Regions from separate parts of the Ovis aries genome. Here region 2 is linked to region 1. The links are chromatin contacts, called in public Hi-C maps. All regions are on one chromosome and are shown on one strand. The core of a region is the stretch at or near the end of the contact, and the rest is flanking DNA. Distances in the headings are between cores, read along the strand shown. Region 1 has its middle 34 kb from the start of SYNM. Region 2 overlaps IGF1R (insulin like growth factor 1 receptor).

Evidence for each region. A called contact is a pair of places that touch in the nucleus more often than the background predicts.
Region 2: a contact with region 1 is called in a Hi-C map of hypothalamus, with 4 times the contacts expected there. The contact joins two enhancer-like sites. A contact is called at or near these places in 7 of 16 Hi-C or Micro-C datasets (hypothalamus, mesenteric adipose tissue, muscle and 3 more).

The regions. Positions count from the first base shown.
Region 1 is chr18:7,061,159-7,067,538 of ARS-UI_Ramb_v3.0, reverse strand. No RefSeq gene overlaps it. Among named protein-coding and RNA genes, the nearest start is that of SYNM, 34 kb to the right of the region's middle. Within about 2 kb of position 2,793, at least 10 of the 54 cell types and tissues checked have an H3K27ac peak or open chromatin away from gene starts, as enhancers often do. A contact at or near this core is called in hypothalamus, where this site is marked.
Region 2 is chr18:7,448,176-7,454,555 of ARS-UI_Ramb_v3.0, reverse strand. It overlaps IGF1R (insulin like growth factor 1 receptor), which reads right to left. Exons shown (of 21, transcript XM_027957015.2): 6 at 394-608. Among named protein-coding and RNA genes, the nearest start is that of PGPEP1L, 130 kb to the left of the region's middle. Within about 2 kb of position 4,050, at least 24 of the 54 cell types and tissues checked have an H3K27ac peak or open chromatin away from gene starts, as enhancers often do. A contact at or near this core is called in hypothalamus, where this site is marked.

The DNA of each region.
Region 1 (6,380 bases), core at 1,544-4,043:
GACTCCTGAGAGTTTAGGAATCTCGGCTCTGGTGGGCTGGTGACTCTCCCTCCAGCACAGCCCTGCCTGTGCCCTGTCGACTGAGGTTCCCGTGGTGGGGCACCCCCACCATGGGAAGGAAGGAGGTAAGGTGCCAGGCAGCCCGAAAGAAAATACCTGCTCTGGGCAGGTATCCATAGCCCAGAGCAATCCAGGGCACTAACCCATCCGCAGGTCAGTGTGCTGTGTCCTCTACGGTCAAGAGCAGCTTTTAGAGTAATACCCAAAGGAAGATGAATGATGGAACTTACAAAGATGGAGGGGGAGGATGTTTAGAGGCAGAGATGGGTTGTTGAAGAGATGTCTAGATCTGTTCCCTTCAGATCTCACAGAGTGCCCCGGCTGTGCTTGTAATGACAGCTCTCCGAGAACTAACAAAGAGTGAGAGAGAAGTCTCTCAGTCATGTCCGACTCTTTGCAACCCCATGGGCTATAGCCTACCAGTCTCCTCCATCCATGGAATTTTCCAAGCAAGAGTACTGGAGTGGGTTGCCATTTCCTTCTCCAGGGGATCGTCTCGACCTGACGATCGAACCTGGGTCTCCCACATTGCAGGCAGACACTTTACCGTCTGAGCCACCAGGGAAGTTCAAGAACCAAGACCCAGCCCCAGATTATCCAATAAGCAGTCATGAAGCAGTGAAACCTTCTCCTGGAGGGGTTTACCCCTTTACCAAGCCTCACATCCATGGGCAAGAATAATCACCAAGACCACTATGGTGGACAGAGAGCACCCTGTGTGTGCCAGGCACTGTGCTGAACTTAGTCCTTGGTCTAGGTAGTTTTTCCAAGGATAGATCATTAATTAAACAATCCTACCAGAGTTTGATTTCTTGTGCTCAAGATTTCCTGAGCAGTCAGTCCACTGGGTCCCCTTTATGGCAAGGGACTCATGTCAAGCACGCCACATGGTCTCTTGGAAGCCTGTCTCTCTTGATGAAAGGAAGGAAGCAGCAGCTGCACTTCCCCCTTCTTGGGTGGGTGTGGGTACTGTCAGCTCAGTCTTCTCCAAAGAGACCTTCTTTACAGATCTCTGATATCCAGTAGCTCAGTCCTTCTAGACTCTCAAGTGGCTCCCAGTTTTGAGAGTCATGTAACTGGTTTTGTGCTCATTACTGAGGAATACAGCCTCCATGGACTTCTGGGCCTCAGCTGGAAGTTACAACCATGTAGCGTCCTGCAAGAACTTACCAAGGGCTCCCAGGTGGCTCAGCCAGTAAAGAATCCATGCCTCAGATCCCTAGATCAGGAAGATCCCCTGGTGGAGGGCATGGCAACTGAACGATAATTATAGGAGTCGTGGGCTGCTGATAATTTGCTAAATTGTACACTTAGAATTTCGGCATCTTTCTCTATGTGAATTTATAAAAATGCAGACCAAAAGCATTTGAAAATTTATATATTCATTACATGAGAGGTGGAAGGCATGGGTAGAAAGAGGACTGGATCAACTCTTGGATAAATAGTGCAATACATGTGCTTGAATCAGGCTTCCCTGGTGGCTCAGCTGGTAAAGAATCCCGCCTGCAATGCAGGAGACCTGGGTTCAATCCCTGGGTCAGGAAGATCCCCTGGAGAAGGGAATGGCAACCCTCTCCAGCATTCTTGCCTGGAGAATCCCATGGACAGAGGAGCCTAGTGGGCTGCAATCCATGGGGGTCACAAAGAGTTGGGCAGGAGTGGCTAACACAGTTTCAATCATGATCTGGGATCTTAAAGGATTAGCCAAGTTCCTGCCTGGTGGTGGGGGTGGGTGGGGACTGATGTGAGCCTGGGAGCAAACCCCAAGGGCAGGGAGGGGACAGTGACCTCAGCTGGTAGAGGTAAGATAAAATGAAGCCAGCCTGTCTCACAGCCCAACCATGTTCAGTCAGTGTCCACGTTGTCTCCTCTGAAGTCTTTCTACCAGGGCGGTGACAGCTGTTGAAGAGGCCCCCCTGTGAGGCTGTGCTGCTCTGCTGTCCACCGTTGCTGCTGTATCTCACAAGCTCCTGGAGGGGAGGCTCAGTCGTCAGCCTTTAGCCGTGACCTGTGCTCTTCTTCCAGTCGCCTGCCCACTCTGCATCAGTCAGTTCCGGACAGGTCCCGCCTTGGTAACAAGCAGTCCCCAAACCTCAGGGGCACAAAAGAAAAAGGATTTATCTCCCAGTCATGCTCATCCCACTGTTGGCGTCTGGGGGCTCCGCCCCGCGTCAGTCAGCCTCATTCCAGGACACAGGTCAGCAGAGGAGCTGCAGCTGATGCTACCAGCTGCACGACCGAGGGGAAGAGCTTGGCTCGCGGTGTGCTGGCTCTTAAAGCTCCTGCCTGGAAGTGACACGCTTCATCTTCACTCATGTTTTATCAGCAAAAACAAGTTACATAGCTAACCCTGTGTCACAAGGCAAGTCATGGGGCCAACTGCAATCCTATCATCACCTCGGAAAGAATGAAGAGCACTACATGCCAGCCCAGCGCCTCCTGCAAGTCCTGTCAAGCGCCATCCGGGCCAGCAGAGACGGGACGGAGCCCAGAAAGGGAGTGAATGTTTGGGGTCAAAAAAGAACCAAGGAGAAAGTCATGCCTGCAGGAGGTGATGGCGGGGTCCTGTGGGTCGCAGAGGAGGGGTCTGAGAGCCGTGGCTTGGGGAAGTGGGTGGGGATGAAAGAACGCGTTTTAAACCCAGGCGGGATAAGAGATGAATGAGGACATTCTCATTATCACACCCTTTGCTTTTCTGGATTCCCAACAATGGGGCTTTCATTGTTGGTTTAGTGGATTCAGCTTGGAACCTCGAGGCAGGACTTCTGTTTGCGGAGAGCTTGGCAAACCTCTTGGGCTCAGGGAGGAAACAGTGGCTTTTCTGCAGGGTTCCATGCCCCACCCTCTCCAGCCCTTCCAGACATGCCGGAGCCCTCGGGGATGTCCACCTCCTTTTCCCTTAGAAATAAGTCCTAATGCGTCCTTGCGGTACTCGTATGGGTCCCTTTATTTAAAAAATAGTAGGAAACTTCCAAAAACTCAAAAGTAGAGAGACTGGCACAGGGAACCCCCTACACACATCCTGCGAGACATTTCCTGAAATTGCAGCTATTTTGTCAGGATCACCATGCTGAACCCCAGGGAAACCTGGGCTCATCCCGTCTGCACAGTAGGCTGTATTATTTGTCCGATTTTACAGATGAGGAAGTGGAGACTCAGAGACTTGGTCCAGGACACCCAGCTGGTGAGGACAGAGCTGATGCCGCACCCTTTGTGGCAGGGTGACGGGAACCTCAGGGGTGATGGGGGCTTGAGTGGAGGCCATAGTGGCGAAGGAGGCATATCGTTCTTAGCCCAGGGCAGGGCGCTATGTGAGCTTGGCTCCCCTGCCAGCCTGCTTTGTTCTGGGCTGCTCAGTTATCAGGGGCTGGAAGAGGAGGCAAAATATGAGAAATCAAAAGGGCCCTTATTCCCCGAGAAGGCATCACCATGAGATGTAGTGTGGGCCCTTGGACAACCATCCAGCCATCTACTCTTTTGTTCATTCACCCGGGAACTGTTTACTGAGCGCTCCCTCCGTGCCAGGGAACACAAAGATGAGCGAGTCAGCCTGGAATCGTGCCTCCCAGAGGAGAATCCTCCCTATCTAGCTGGTTAACTGATCTCAAATAATGTAATTGGAGCCTCAGTTTCCTCACCTGTGAAATGGGGCATGTTAACAGTTCCTTCCCTACAGAGGGAAGCTGTATGAAAATTAATGAGTTCATGCACATGGATGACTGGGACCTGTTAGCGTCTTCCTTGCCCATGGACGGGGTAACTGTGAAAATATTGAATAACCCAGAAGGCACAGGTACCAACCAGTCAGAGGGGACATCTGACTGATCAGAGCTGGGCTGGCCACTGGACTATTGTGTTTTCATTAGTCAATGTTTGGGGAGCCCCAGTGGCTGGTTACCATGATCTAACGAATAACGATTGCCTAGAGTTGGCTGGCCTCTTGACCCCTGCTGGCTGAGGCCCACCTCTGTACTCTCGGTCACCAGGGGCTGGGAAGCACATGAGGATGGACCCCATGCCTAACTCCCATGCCCCTCCCCCCAATGCCCCCACTCTTGTGAATGTAGGGCCAAGAATATTTGGAGAATAACAAAAGAATATGGAATAACCAGATCCTCATCTTGTGCCTAATGCCTATGTCTTTTGCTTCTGTGGGTTCCTAGAGGAGATGGGAGAATACCTTGCTCCTTTCTTCTTGGGGTCAGGAGCCCTTGTCTTGCCTTCAGATTCCCACAGGAGAAAGAGTCAGTTCCAGTGTACCTGCTGGAAGGGTGGACGTGTAACCAAGTTTCCCCTGTTCCGCTGTTAGGAACCTACCTGCAATAAATTAATTTGTTTTGCACTAGTTACAGACATGTTACAAAGCTTCATCTCTTAAAGTGGCAGCAAAAGTCTTTTAATATTAATGAAGATGACTCTGGAAAAAAAAAAAAAGTCTCTAGAACGGTTTTTTTCTTACAGAACGTTAGGCTGTCCACATTCCCTTACCTGGTGAAGACCCTCCTACATAATGAAAAACCAGTTCGTTCCCATGTTTGTGAGGTTATGTGTTTAGACCACGTGCAAGAAACCAGACAAAGGCTGGAATTGGAATTGAGATCGGTCTGGGGAGCAAAAAAAAGCTGCCAGCTCTGTTTGGAGAAACCCACATGGAAAGATAAACTGCATTGAGAAACACTGACAGTCGTGTGAAGTATTAATGCATCATCGAAAGCATGCTTCTCAAAAGCATTTCTCCCATTCTGCTACCAGAAAAGGGAGACATTCACGTAGGGGGATCGGGGTTGCATGGAGTGGTGCGGGGTGGAGGGTGGGGTAAGCCATCTCTCCCCCTAAGAAGCTCACCGGCTTTTGGAAATGCTAATGAAGTCTGTGACACATGACTCTCTGAAGATGCTATTATTACACCTGCGGTACAGATAAGAGACTGAATCATCAAAAAAAAATGTTCAGTGATCTGCCTGGTGTCAACTGAGAAGTCACTGGGAACAGCTTGAAGGATCCCGCTGCTTTACTGATGTGAAATTATGGTCACCCCAGGCCAAGGGTAACAGGCAAGAAGGGGAGGAGGTAGCTTCCTACTCTCCAACCAACCTTTCTCCATCATTGGCAGGGCTGGGAAGCAGTGGGAAGGCCTCCACCCCTGCGCCGGAACCCAAGCCCACCTGCTGTTGGCTGCCTACTGATGGGGGAGGGGCGGGGACACATTCCCAATCCCCATCCGCATTCCCATCCCACGAGGATGGCAGGCGGCACAGCTCCTGGGCTGCAGTGGGGACCCCTTCCTCCAAGTGGCCTCAGACGCCTACCCCTTCCAAGTATTGGCCCTGGGAGGTTTGTAGAGCTGGTGGGGACACCGGGCTGATTTGCACTGCCCCCCTTTCCAGTTCACACCCCCTGTTGAGGCCAGGAGCCCGGACGAGCCGCTTTCCCCAAAGACTGCCAAGTGTTGGCAGCCACATCACTCATACTGGTTTGAACTGAGACTAAGACAGAGAAACGGCGGTGGACCCTGAAGATATTGCCATTTCAAAAATGGGAGTGATTTTATGTTTTCAGGAGGTGGAGGCCTAAGTGGATCTTTGGGAAGGTGTTTCTTAGGTTCTGGAAAAGCCATTTAAACAAGCACTCAAACATTTAGTGATACAAATATCTGAGCTTCCGCCCTGTGCAAGAGCAGGGTCCTGAGAACAGGAGATGCAAACCACAGATGCAACCCATCATATGATGGCTTGGCCTCACACAATGTTTTACATGAGTTCACATTTTAAAAGCCAAATCGCCTATTAAAAACAACTGAAAGCCTAGCATCACTGCCCCTGCATTCTTGTGGGTCTCAGCTGCCCCTTTGAATGGGGGATGCCCTCTTCCGTGCTCCTCTGCCCCCCTTGGCACCCGCGTTACCCGTGGCCCCCAGCACAGAGGGCTTCCCTTGTGGCTCAGCTGGTGAAGAATCTGCCCGCAGTGCGTGAGACCTAGGTTCAATCCCTGGGCTGGGAAGATCCCCTGGAGAAGGGAAAGGCTACCCACTCCAGTATTCTGGCCTGGAGAATTCCATGGACCGTATAGTCCATGGGGTCGCAAAGAGTCGGACACGACTGAGCGACCTTCGCTTTCACTTTCACCCAGCACAGAAACTGAGCATCAACTATCGCTTGCCACTTCACTTGCATCACTGTTTTTATTATAGCTGTGTGCTGTGCTTAGTCGCTCAGGCGACTCTTTGCGACCCCATAGACTGTAGCCCACCAGGCTCCTCTGTCCATGGGATTCTCCAGGCGAGAATACTGGAGTGGGTCGCCATCCCCTCCTTCAGGGGA
Region 2 (6,380 bases), core at 2,801-5,300, 390 kb before region 1:
TGGGACCAGGATCCAGGTTGGGGGCCCATGGCCACAGGGGCTGCAGCTGAGCCTCCCTGCCCTCAGACCTCCCCTCCACCCCGGAGACTCAGGGCTAGGCTCACTCCCTCCCAGGGCTGGAGAGGACCAGCTCTCCCCTGGAAAACAATCCAACAGTCTGCCTGAGCATTAAAGATGCTTAACTCTGTGTATTCTGTAAGCCCCTCTTTAAAATCTAAGCGAAAAGCCATTTATAAACGTTTATACACAGATAGATGCTACTGAAAATTTACTAATACGAATCTGCCTCACTACTGCCTTTGAAGATGTCCAGGTGTCGGTTTAAGAGGCCTGCGTGAAGTGAGGAGGGGCCACGAACAGAAGCCACCGCGCAGTGTGGGAGGTCGCACTCACAGGAGGCTCTCTCCCCGTTGTTCCTGGTGTTTATGTCGCCTTTGCTCTGGCGCCCCTTAGTCCCCGTCACTTCCTCCATGCGGTAAATCTCCGAGACACACAGCTTGGGATTGAACGCGAAGTACATTTTCCCAGCTTTGATGGTCAGGTTGCGGTGGTCCCAGTCCCACAGCTGCTGCAGGTTCTGGTTGTCAAGGACGTAGAAGGAGTAGTTCCTGGAAGCAGAGAGATCAGCCTCAGACCCGTACCCTTTGCCTCCTCCAGCCGCCCTGCTCTGGGACTCTTCACCACCTGGCTCCAGAAAACAGCGCCTCTGCCGATCAGACATGGAATTAACAGTATCTAAGCAGGAAGAGTCCCTGTTAACAATGGCAACAATATGATTCAAGGATAATGTCAAAACAGATAAAACACTAATTTGATAACCCCGATTAGGCTTCTCAGACTAGAGGCTGCTACTCAAATCATTCTCTAGAAACGCCTCTGGTTATTTCTCTCAAGCAGAGTATGTACAACGCACTTGAAATCAGTCCGCGGGAGAACAGATATGCTCTGTTACTCAACCGGAACAGCTTACATATTTGCTGTAGAAAGCCTGCCATTATCCTCGGGGTTAAATCCTATCCCATCCCCTCCGTGCAGCTCAGCGGGGAGGAGAGGAAACGTCAGTGCCTCCTCCAGATGCAGCCCACCCTGAAAAGTCTCCACTTTGGTCACTGGAGAAGGTGGGGGAGAAGAAATGGCCCCTGAAGGGCAACTCCCCAGGCCACCCATCCAGGCGACAGCAACTCAGTGTCCAGCAAGTTCAGGGCACCAAACCTGATTTTCAGAGGGCTGGGGGCTGGGGGCTGGGGGCTGGGCCCCACCCTGGGGTTTTCTCCTGAGCAGGCCTAGGGGGTTGAGGATCTGCATTTTTAACCAGAGCTCAGGGGATGATAACGCTGTACGTGCTGGGGTCACACCTGGAGAGGCACTGGTCTAACAGATGCGCTACATGCCCAGCGCATACTGTACTGAGCTGAGCACCATGAGGGGCGGGGGCTCCAAAGCTGACCAGGCTAGACGTCCATCCGGGTGGGTGGACCCAGAAGCAGCAGACACGGCTGCCTCTGAAGGCGAGGCGGGGGGACAGCCAGCCTGGGCAGCCGCTAGCCTGGGTCTCCCTAGAAACCATCCCCGCCCCCACCACCTCGGGGCAGCAGGCGAGCGGACAGCTCCAGCCCGGGGTCTGCACGCCTCTGCACACCAGGCGGGCAGGGTCCTGGCACCGACCGGTCTGCTCCCCGGAGACCTCAGGCCCCTCCCCTGCCTGCCCCCGCCCCAGCCTGTTTCCTTCTGGGGTTTGCTCCAGCGCCCTCTACAAAACTGAGTCTAGGCACTGGTGCCACCTGGTGTGTGGTTTCCAAGACCCACTCAGGGATCCAACACACAGAGCAGAGAAGAACCCCGGCCCCCGTTCCCAGGGCAGGACGGACCAGGCGGAAGCCCAGAGCGCTTCTCTGCCCTGGGGCGGGGTGCGCTGGGCACCTCCTGGCGCCCGGTGAGGTTTGGACCTCGACCCGCCAGTCAGCCCACAGGCTAAGCTAAGCGGAAGCCCGGGTCCCGCCCACACGTCTCCCCGTCTCCCCCGGAGTTCCCGGGGCATTCCGAGACGGGGTCCAGGACGAGCAGTGCGGTCCATGAGCTGCGCGCACGCACGCAGGTCCTCAGCTCTTTCTGCAGTTCCATCCGTCACTCACGGGTCAGCAGGCGGAGGAACGGCGTCACCCGAGCGCCCTGCGGGCCTGCCGCGCCCAGGGGGCACCTGCCCCAGCCTGAGGCCCAGCCCCGCAGGAGCCCTGGGCTGCACCCCGCGGGGCCGGGGTGGATGAGGGGCACAGGGAGCCCGCGGGCCCAAAGGCGGCAGCTCGGGGCCAAGAGGGGCTCCTTTCAGACCCACCTGAGGCCTCAGATACATCCAGGGCCACCCAGTCAGGCGGCAGAAATGGTCAGGCCAACAAATCCTTTTCTTCCAGCGAGAGCTTGCTCCCCAACATAGGAATATGCTGGAAAATGGATGTGAAATATTGTCCAAAGGAACCGAGGCTCAGGCTAGGCAACACAAGGCCACGTGTGCGGGCGGGTGTTCCCCATGCCCCTCCTCCCTGTGTCTGATCCTCCCTTGCCAGGCTGCTGGGGCCGCTGCCTGGAGGAGGGGTGTCCGCAGGTGGAGTCGGATGCCTGCCATTACGGGCCGTCGGGCTAGTCCCAGCTCTGAAGGATGCTCTGAGGTGTCAACACAAACCCTGTGGGTCTGGCGGCTCCCAGGCGCCCAGGTCGGAACCGCTAGGGACAAAATCTCCTTGTTGGTGCAGAAACCTCTGAGCCGGGAGTAAAGGCCAATTACCCAGGTCAAACTTCTGACTCAACCTAAGATGAGGCTTTTATTTTAGTAAACTAATTTCACTAGCAGGGAACATAACCCGACCGAAAATACCTTCTGAACAAAACATCTTCTCCCCAGGGGAGGGAGCATGAATTATAAATCAGGAATTTGACAAATGAATGGCAGGCACACTGAAATTCTGTGTATGTGATTAATCACTTTGAAAAGCGAGATTATCTTTCTACAGTAAACATAAACATTTTTTAACAACACTGAGAAGGCCTGGAGCCAGGATACCAATATCAATAAAACCCGGTCGTTATGGAGCTGGAGTAAGCGACAGAAAATAAAAATAAAACCCTCCTCACAATAATAACCAAGCCATTCACGAGCTGCCCGTCAATACTGTTCTTGTTTTCCCAGCCACAGCTGGCGCCCCACTGCCCTCACATTCCTGCCAAGATCAGGTGAGGATTAAGAGGTAGGAAAAGGCAGAAACTTGTCTGCACATCTTCAACACTCACATAAACACACTTAGATTTTATTGTTTCCTAAAGGAACTGGCTGTTTAACTCAATTGTTCCATAAATGTGATTTCCTAATTGTTTCTAAGATGACTGCCTTCACATTCAAAATGTATTTTTAAAAACTATCTGGTTATTTTTCTGTCCCTTACGCAGACTCCGTGGTGCCTGGATTTTATCTGTGTTAGTGTCCTGTCCTTAGCTCTTCTTAATCGTTGCAAAAAATGTTTGTTCCTATGCTTGGAGGGGGGGCCCCCATGGGAGGTTATCTCCTTGAAGACATCCACATATTACCTGCATCAACATTCTACATGCCCAGCGCATACTGTACGCCTGTTTTCTGTATGGCCCCAGTCTCAGGGCTCTCTTTCCTCTGAGTTGTCACCACCACCACCTCCCCGCCTGCTCAGATGAAGGGCAGGAAGGACCAGGAAGCAGAGGAAGGTACAGCGCTGGGGATTCTCCTCGTACTTAGAAGACAACGCCAGGTCCAGGGCTGGAGCGTCATCTCCAGTCTTACTAGGCAGCAACTCTAGGCAAAGCATTTCTTCAGCTTCTCCCCAGCTGGGACAGATGGGGCTGGGGGGAGGGCGGGGCAGGAATGAACACTCTCCCCGTTTCCAAACTTCACTGACAGACTGGAAAAAAGCAATCACCATTCCCTTTATTTCTCAGAGAAAAAAACCGCAGCCTCTTCCCTGCGGTCTCTAGGGGGCATCAGAACCCAGCACATGGAGGCTGTCTCCAGCACTCCGCAGCCGATGGAGGGCTTGGTCTTTGCACAGAGGCTGCCTCTAATCCGTCGTTTGCAACAGACTGCTTTCGACTACGTCCAAATCTCCTCCGAAGTTCAATATTTACACCAGCCTCAGGGGTTCAGCAAGGGTAGGAATTTATATTCACGTGTCTCTAGAACCAAACAGATACTCTAAAAATGTTTCCTCTTTGAGTGTTTTAAAAACAGCTTTACTGAGGTATAATTTATCTACCCAAAAAATCCAGTCATTGTAAGCTTTTACAGTTCCGGAGCTCAGTAAACTCACACAGGGGTGCAGCCATCCCCACGAGGCAGTGTCGGAGCCTCTCCACCCCTCCTCGCTCTCAGCACTTCCAAAGCTCTTCGTTCCCAGTGGTGCTCAACCTCTGATTCCACCCCCAGCCCTTCACGGCTTTCTGTCTCCACAGTTTTCCCTTTTCCAGAAATCACCCATTAATGGAATCTACAACGTGGAGTCTCTCGTGTCTGGCTTTTTTTCACTGAACCTGATGTTTCTGAGGTTCACTCCTGTTGTGACACTATTGTTGGGCAGGAGCCCATTGCGCCACGTTTTATTTATCCACTCATCTGCTGATGGACATTTGGACTGCTTCCAGTGGGGCTTTTATTTGCTGTGGGGCGAGGGGGGATGGTATCATGAATAATACGCCTATGAGTCTTGTGGGGGCATGTTTTCGTTTCTCTTGGGTAGATACTGGGGTAGATCCTGGAACTGCTGAGTCACACGACTGAGTGTACATTTTTTGGAAGTGCCAAAGACGTGTTAAAGTACAGCCATGTTGCAACCTAATCTTAGAGTTGCAAGAAGATAGGACAAAGCACAGAGCGTTGCAAAGCCGAGTGGTAGAGACTTGAGTAGAGACGCCTGACTGCATCCAAGACTCCGATCCTTATAACCCACCACCTCCGTCTAACTCTTATTCTTTTCAGGGCGACTATCCTAGGTGGCACCAACAAATCTGAGATTTTAACTCATTTATCTGATGCTATCACAAAACAGGGTTGTTCAAAATTTTTTCAGATAACAGAAATATCTTCTTTTTCAAGGGCTTACAAATTAGCCATTTCATAGAAATCTTGTACATGTGTATTCCAAAATTCACTTCCTTCCAAAACAGCAGAACTTTGGTCTTCATGTCTAAGGCTCCAGAAACACACCACCTTACACAGAGTGATGTCCTCAAGGAAGTGCTGGCCACCTGAATTCTGCTGGCTTAACTTTAGACTGCCTATGTTGTCTGGCCCCTTTATCCAGAGACAAGCAGCCCTGCCACCTGTTCCCATGTGATTTTGCCGTGTCCATCACGGTCCTGGACGTCAGATTCTAGAATCAGCTCACTCTGAGTGAGGAATAAGAGGTCTACTCCAGGTAACGCTCTTGAATTTCACATTCTGGACTTGACTTTGTAGTCTGGGCTACTCAGGAGACATTTGGGGACAGGTCTCAGTTGCAGTTTGGAAAGCAAAGGGTGAGACATAAAAAGGATGTATGTACTACCAATCTGTCTGTCCAGCATCAAAACAAAAGGCTGTAAAACTTTCTTCCCAGTGGACCAAGTGGAAGCACTTATTTGGTCATGAGAGGTATAAGAAAAATCATACTTTAAGACAACAGTGGGACAAGAAAATATCTAGGCAAAAAATCAAAGTTTGGGGACATGCTTATGAGAAGAAGAAATAAAGGGGTAAAGCAGCGGTTTCCAATTTGGCCACACACTGAAATTACCTGGCAATCTTTAGAAAAGCACTGATGCTTGGATCCCACCCTTAAAGGTTCTGAATGAATTGGGATGGACTACAGCTTGCACATCAGGATTCCTTAAAAGCCCCTGATGACTCTTATATATTGCAAAGTGTGGGAACCCCTGGGGTAAAAGTCATCCTGGCTTACAGCAAAAGCACATGGAAGTGAAAGGTTCTACTAACACTCGGGTAACTCAAACGTCCTGAGTAGGCTCCACTGCCTATCCAAATTAGAACCTCCACACCTGGATGCATAGCAGCTTACGTAATCCTAATGCCACCTACCTCTCCAGCATTTTTTGCCAAACAGGTCCCAGGACGCCCCAGCTCGTTGCCTCTGCTGCTGCTGGCCTGAAACGCCTTTCTTCACCCTCTGCTCTCTGAGCGTTTCCGGAAACCCCCCAAGGCCGTCTCCAAAGCCACCTCTTCTCAGAAGCCTGTCTGATCTTTCTTCATCAGAAATCGGACTCTTTGTGATGCCCATGGCATGCTCCTTTTCTTTCCCTGTGGCTCTCTGCAAAGTTCACTCAGCACTGCTGGCATTCATTGACTCTTCCTTTCCCTTCTTTTTTAAGGT